Regions from separate parts of the Cyprinus carpio genome. Here region 1 is linked to region 2. Evidence: chromatin contacts called from public Hi-C data. All regions are on one chromosome and are shown on one strand. The core of a region is the stretch at or near the end of the contact, and the rest is flanking DNA. Distances in the headings are between cores, read along the strand shown.

The links. A called contact is a pair of places that touch in the nucleus more often than the background predicts.
Region 1: a Hi-C map of skeletal muscle shows a contact between it and region 2, with 1.8 times the contacts expected there. The contact joins the promoter of rnf8 here to the enhancer-like site in region 2. A contact is called at or near these places in 2 of 8 Hi-C or Micro-C datasets (liver and skeletal muscle).

Annotation. Positions count from the first base shown.
Region 1 is chrB20:24,099,315-24,102,759 of ASM1834038v1, reverse strand. rnf8 (E3 ubiquitin-protein ligase rnf8) reads left to right here and starts at 2,143. Exons shown (of 8, transcript XM_042746621.1): 1 at 2,143-2,398; 2 at 2,881-3,009. The coding sequence starts at 2,270. It overlaps LOC109099380 (alpha-1,6-mannosyl-glycoprotein 2-beta-N-acetylglucosaminyltransferase), which reads left to right. Exons shown (of 2, transcript XM_042746397.1): 2 at 1-1,109.
Region 2 is chrB20:24,052,403-24,055,508 of ASM1834038v1, reverse strand. It overlaps the pseudogene LOC109075803. Among protein-coding and RNA genes, the nearest start is that of nfkbie, 14 kb to the left of the region's middle. Within about 2 kb of position 1,613, at least 7 of the 8 cell types and tissues checked have an H3K27ac peak or open chromatin away from gene starts, as enhancers often do. A contact at or near this core is called in liver and skeletal muscle, where this site is marked.

The DNA of each region.
Region 1 (3,445 bases), core at 894-3,393, 47 kb before region 2:
GCAAGGTGTGAGTGGGTGTTTGTTGTAAATAACAATAGTTTGAGTGTAACATTCCTTCTGTCTTCCCTTACTGACGTTTCTCAAAAAATGGAAGATCTTTTGGGTTGTTTTATGTTTTAGTTTTTTTTAACATTGGGACATGTTTCGGTGGTGTGTTCAGATGTGTGAATTTGTGTTTAATGTGCTTTGTTAACATTCTTTCATTTGCATTTGGCTATTTGCATTTGTGCTTTCCATCCTTTCAAATCCGGGTTTCTTCACATCCTTTTGTTTTGTTTTTTTTGACATGTAGCTACGTTGTTGCCTAACATTGTGTATAATATCTTGCGTAAATGTACATGGAAGACAGGAATAGCTGCACAGTATTTTGCATGCAACTTAGTCTTTGATTTTCATTAGTTAAACAGGTTTGGCTCCAGATGTTTATCCATAATCACTGTGAAGTGCATGCAAGAGTCTATTTATTTCCCCACTGAGGGGTTCCTGGGATGGAAGAATTCTATACATTGTGAAATGTTATCTTTACAGCCTTGACATGAATCCAAAGAAACTCACCTTTGTGCTCGGTTTGGAGAATCTGGGAGATACAAAGGTGAACCTCATGTTTTTTTTCCAGATGACCTTCTCTGCGTGTTTCCTCTCGGTTTCCTTTCTGTGATTTCCGTTACACCTAAAGGGAGGAAAAGCTGACATGCTCAAAAGAGTTGCCAAATGTTTTTGTGGAAATCTGTAATGCATTCTTTTATTGTGTTCTGTGTGAACACTGTGTGTGTAAGCGTGCATGAGAGAGATTGCTTGCTCTAGAGATGGTTTTCTTCTGTACGGGTAAATGTCAGAAACTGATGCGTTTGTTTTCCAAAAACAAATCATAATGCTAGCTCTAAAAGCCATATTCATATTTGTTCGTTAAGCTTTCAGCCAAAGATGCGTTGATCATGTCGGCACGTTCAGGAGTGTATATACTGAATCACATCTGTGTAATTCTGTTTTCTCTGTTTTCATGGATTTATGAATAAGGGGTACTGCTCTTGCTGATTTTCTGTTGTTTTTAAATGTTTGTCTTTTTAAAACTGAGTTTGTATATAATATATTTTGCGTGAATAATTTCATATTCTGTGTTTGTGTCTCTTTAATAAGGTATAAATTAGCATAATTATGTGCCTGACCTGTGTTTAGATACTGGCAGTGCAGGAAAAATAATTTATATGAATTTTATCAATATTTGATCAGACTTGTCAGAAGATGATGTTTTGTGGAAGGAGTTTGTGAATGGTCTTTCTATTCTTTAAAGTGAACCAAATCCATTATTTTTCATTTGAAATGAAACATTTATAGTTTACTTCATAATAAGCAGGCTCTGTTTTCTCTGCCTGCTGCTGTTTGTGTAACTGTTAGCTCTGTTCAGATAAGATGACCTTCATTTGTTTACTTTCAGAGAGGTTTAAAGAGCCACATTTAAGCCTACTTTGAAAGATTGAAAGATTTTTACTTTATATCTTCAAAATCATAAGCGTAAGGAAATAATGATAGGATATAAGGGCCAAAAGTAATATTTGAGATGTTATTAATATTAACAAAAAATAATAAAATGTTTTTGTGATTATCGTGTATCGCGGTCACTAGGGGTCGCTAAATATACTAAACCACTCATGACAGAAAAAAAATAACATAAAAATAAATATATATATATATATATATATATATATATATATATATATATAGATATTTGCTGTTATTTATTGTTATTATTACTGTCAAAAATGCTGCTGAAACAGCGCGCATGTGTTATCACGTGACACATGTTACTTTTCTCAGCGTTGATCGGGATGACACAATCACAGGCATTTGTGCTTAATTCGATGAGGGTTTTAAAAATAATTTTCTTGAAATCGCTGCCCTCGTTTACACTTTCAAGGCAGGTGCTAACCTGTACAACTTTAAAACATACTATTTTTAGTTTACAAACGTTTTCATTGAAGACCAAAAACGTATTTTCATTTAAATGCCGCTCAACGAAGAATTCGCTTCTGTGAGCCTCCGACTGCCCTCTGGCGGAGAACAACCAACTGTCAGAGTCTTCAACAGTGCGCTCAGCCAATTATCTTCAAGCCCTAAACCCCCGCAGCCAATCAGAGACTCCGCTGGGCGTCACGTGACGCGCGCAGGAGCGTAGAGTGGAAGCGCTATGTTCTTGTGAAAATCATGGCGGTATGTGGCGGAAAACTCACAATAAAAACTATATATCTTCACGCTAGTTAATGGCGCAGTAATGATGGAAAATACTAAAGAGCCTCCTTCCTTAAACACCGAGGAAAAGGGTTCTGAAAAAGACGAAATCTGGTGTTTGCAGCGTGTGGGGAGAGACCGTGACTGGCTGCATCTGTTCGAGGGCTCAGAGGTGCATGTGTACTAAATAAACCTCTTCTGTTTATACGTGTTTATTATATTCAGACACTGGATTTGACATGAAGCTTTCTCAGGCAAAGTTAAGCGTTTAACTGCAGGTTAAGACAGATTTAATCCAAATCAAAACAACATTGGCCTTCATTAGTGTTGGAGTCAAAAGCATCACTTTATATTCTCATATTCATTGCTTTTCTGAGTTACGTTTTTATTATTATTTTTTTAAAGTGACAGTGCGCATTAATTAGCATAAGCACTTAATTATTATTATTTAAATGTGCCAGATTTAACCATTCAGGCTAGTTTTCCTATGTGCATTGTAACAAATACTGAATTTAAATGTGAAAGGTGTGGGATTTATATATTTAAGAAACATAGGTTATAGGTTAATGAGTTCTAATATGTATACATTGTTATTTGATTGATTGCATGATCTAAATACATGATTGCTTGTTGCTCTTCTCTCTCTTTATTCAGGTCTCTGTTGGTCGTGGTCTGAATGTGACCCATCAGATTCTGTCGACCAGCTGTCCGCTGATGATATCCAGAATCCACTGTGTGTTCAAGAGAAATGATGACGGAGAGTGGACAGTGACGGATAATAAGGTGTAGTATCTGTCTGATGGACTATTAAGCTGTCCCTCAGTCTGTCAATAATCATAAATCACAAAATAGTGGATTACTATAGTCAATATTCATCCATGATATTTAATATTTTGGGTTTCATTACTATATATTTCTGTCTTTCTACAGAAAAAATATTAGCAAAATCAAAAATTCGAGCTGGGGAAGCTTTTGAAATGTGGTTGGTTTGGACCAAAAATTAAATATTAAGAAATAACACTGGAGCCATAAAACAGAAATGAAATAATAAATCGAATCTATAGAAATATTCACAATTACAAAAGCAGATAAAAGTACTGAATCTTAAACTAAAAAAGAAAAGAAAAAGAAAACTGAAAATAAAAAAAATAAAGCCAATTTAAAATATTGATAGATGTACAGAAATATATAAATATATATATGTATAGAAATATAAAAA
Region 2 (3,106 bases), core at 364-2,863:
TGGGAAAACAACAATGAGCAGAACATACAGGAAAAGCCACAAAAACAAGTTCCTGGTAAATTTGTAAAAAGAACAGTATGGATTGAAACCGTGTGTGTGTGTGTGTGTGTGTGTGTGTGTGTGTGTGTGTGTGTGTGTGTGTGTGTGTGTGTGTGTGTGTTTCCAATCATGTGCCACATCACTCTTCCTCATAATTTACCAATAATGTGTCCCATTCATATAATCTCAGACGGGTTAAAACACGTTTCCATTTCATGTAAACATGTATATTTTCTTGTCAATTAATATTCATTTCCTTTCTTTCCTGTACAGCATGTGATTGCCATCATATTTAGTGACTAAATATAGCAATATAGCAATTTTATTTTTTTTGCAAACTCAATTTTTTTTTTACAATATTTGATACTTATAAATATTTTTGGTTTCGGTTTTATTTTTAATATTTGTTATACTCCATACAAAATATTATAAACATTAAAAAGTATGAATTTATTTTCATTAATAAATTATAATAAATGTTAATTTTATATATTTTGTAATAATATTAAAATCCCTTAAGAAGTACAGTAAGTTACAATGAACGTGCAATATTGCAACATTTTGTAAAATTTATAAAACATTTAAAAAATATTTAACATTTTGGAATCACAGGAGTGCCGAGAAAACAATTTAAAAATAGAATTTGGATTTTTTTTTTTTTTTTAAAGAACATTTCAAGAGAATATATGTATCTTGAGCTCTAATATATTCATTAAAAAATGGCTATACTGTTTTATTGCAGTTGTATTTGATGACTAATTATATAAATAAATGCATATTTTAGAATAAAAAAATAATATCTTTAAGCTAAATTGTCTAAATAAATTTGATACTTCTAAATATTTTTGTTACATTTATTTATTTCTAATATGACCCTGTATGATTATTGAAAAATAGCGTACAAATAAATTAATAAAAATAATTTAGAAAAAAGCAGTAGTTGAAACTAAATGTACATCCTATAAATGTACAGTCCTCTATTGTTTTTAATGTGTATTTATGCATACATTTAAGCGTTACAAAAAATGCAATACTGTAACAACTTTATCAATATATTTTAACAATATTAAACAATATAGAAACAACTAAATGCTGAAAGTAAATGTGTATCCTAGTAAATTTACAATCTTCTAACGTTTTAAAAAAATATTTGTAATATTAAGGGACTAAATACAATGTGCAAAAGTTTATAAATATTTTAGCAATATTTTTAAAAATCACAGAGAAGCAGATATTATTATAATACATGTATTTCCAAAAATATATTCTCTCCCTCTCATGATATGTAAGGTTGCAGTGTCGCCTGACAACACAGGGGCGCTATAGAGAATCTGCGCAGAGTAAATTTCAAATTAAAAGTCCCTCACGAAGCATAATGAATCCCCCCGCCCACAAACGCAAGGACATTTTACTCTCTGAACTGTGTCAACACCACTGTTAGACAATAACACCTTCAAATATTTACCGAAGCCTCGTAATACTAAATCCAAGAGGAAACTACACGGATACGTGAAGGTGTGTCTCCTTTCGCACCCGGAAGCGCTGCGGTGTGTGTGTGTGTGAAGTGAACACGTCGTCAGTCCAGATGAACTCATGAGTGAAGCAGGCCGGGAAGTTTTCGCTCAGAAACACTCAGGATTTGTCAGGATCCTGATGTTGATGGTGTAGTTCGTGTCCGAAGGCTTCAGGAGTCTCTCAGCGGCTGTTTCGGGGAGTTTTAGGGAGCTTCTGCTGGTGGAAAATGCCTGAGTTTCCGTGGAGGTACTGAAACATGATGCTCAAACATCACAATAACACTTAAATATAACACCTCTGACGTCAGAGTCACTTTTAATGCAATAAGCATTTCACAATTAGATTTTTTTTGTTTGAGAAATGCGTATCTCCAGCATGCTTTTATGTTAAATTACGTATGTAGGCTATCAATAAGTAATTACAAACTGCTTTCTGTTCATCAAAGAATTTTGAAAAATAAATAAATAGTAATAATTTAGAACCAATGATAATTTTGCAGCAAATCAGCATATTAGAATGATTTCTGAAGGATCATGTGAAACTGAAGACTGGAGTAATGATGCTGAAAAAAACAGCTTTGATCACAGGAATAAATTACATTTTACAATATATTCACACAGAAAACAGTTATTGTAAATTGTAATAATATATCACTATTTTACTGTATTATTAATCAAATGAATGCAGCCTTGGTGAGCAGAAGAGACTTCTTTCAGCACATTTTATATATATATTTAAATTTATTTATCTATCTATCTATCTATCTATATATAATATAATTTATTTATCTATATATATATATATATATATATATATATATATATATATATATATATATATATAAAATTTATTTATCTATCTATCTATCTATATATATATATATATATATATATATATATATATATAAAATTTATTTATCTATCTATCTATATATAATTTATTTATATAATTTATTTATCTATATATATAAAATTTATTTATCTATCTATCTATATATATATATATATATACAATTTATTTATCTATATATATACAATTATTTATCTAATATATATATATATATATATATCTATCTATCTATCTATATATATATATATATATATATATATATATATATATATATATATATTTATCTATCTATCTATATATAATTTATTTATATAATTTATTTATCTATATATATAAAATGTATTTATCTATCTATCTATATATATATATATATACAATTTATTTATCTATATATATACAATTTATTTATCTATATATATATATAATTTATTTATCTATCTATCTATCTATCTATCTATATATATATATATATATATATATTAGATATATATATATATATATTATAGTTTATCTATCTATCTATCTATCTATCTATATATATATATTTATCTTTTCCCTTTTTTTTTTCCTATTTATGTCCACAGTATTTTTTTTTTTTTTTTTTTTACCACATTTACCATGTCTTTTTTTTTTACCACCACATATATAGTTGAGCTCCAGTTTTAAGTGATTTTAATCTGCTGGAAACAGTTTTAATAAACCA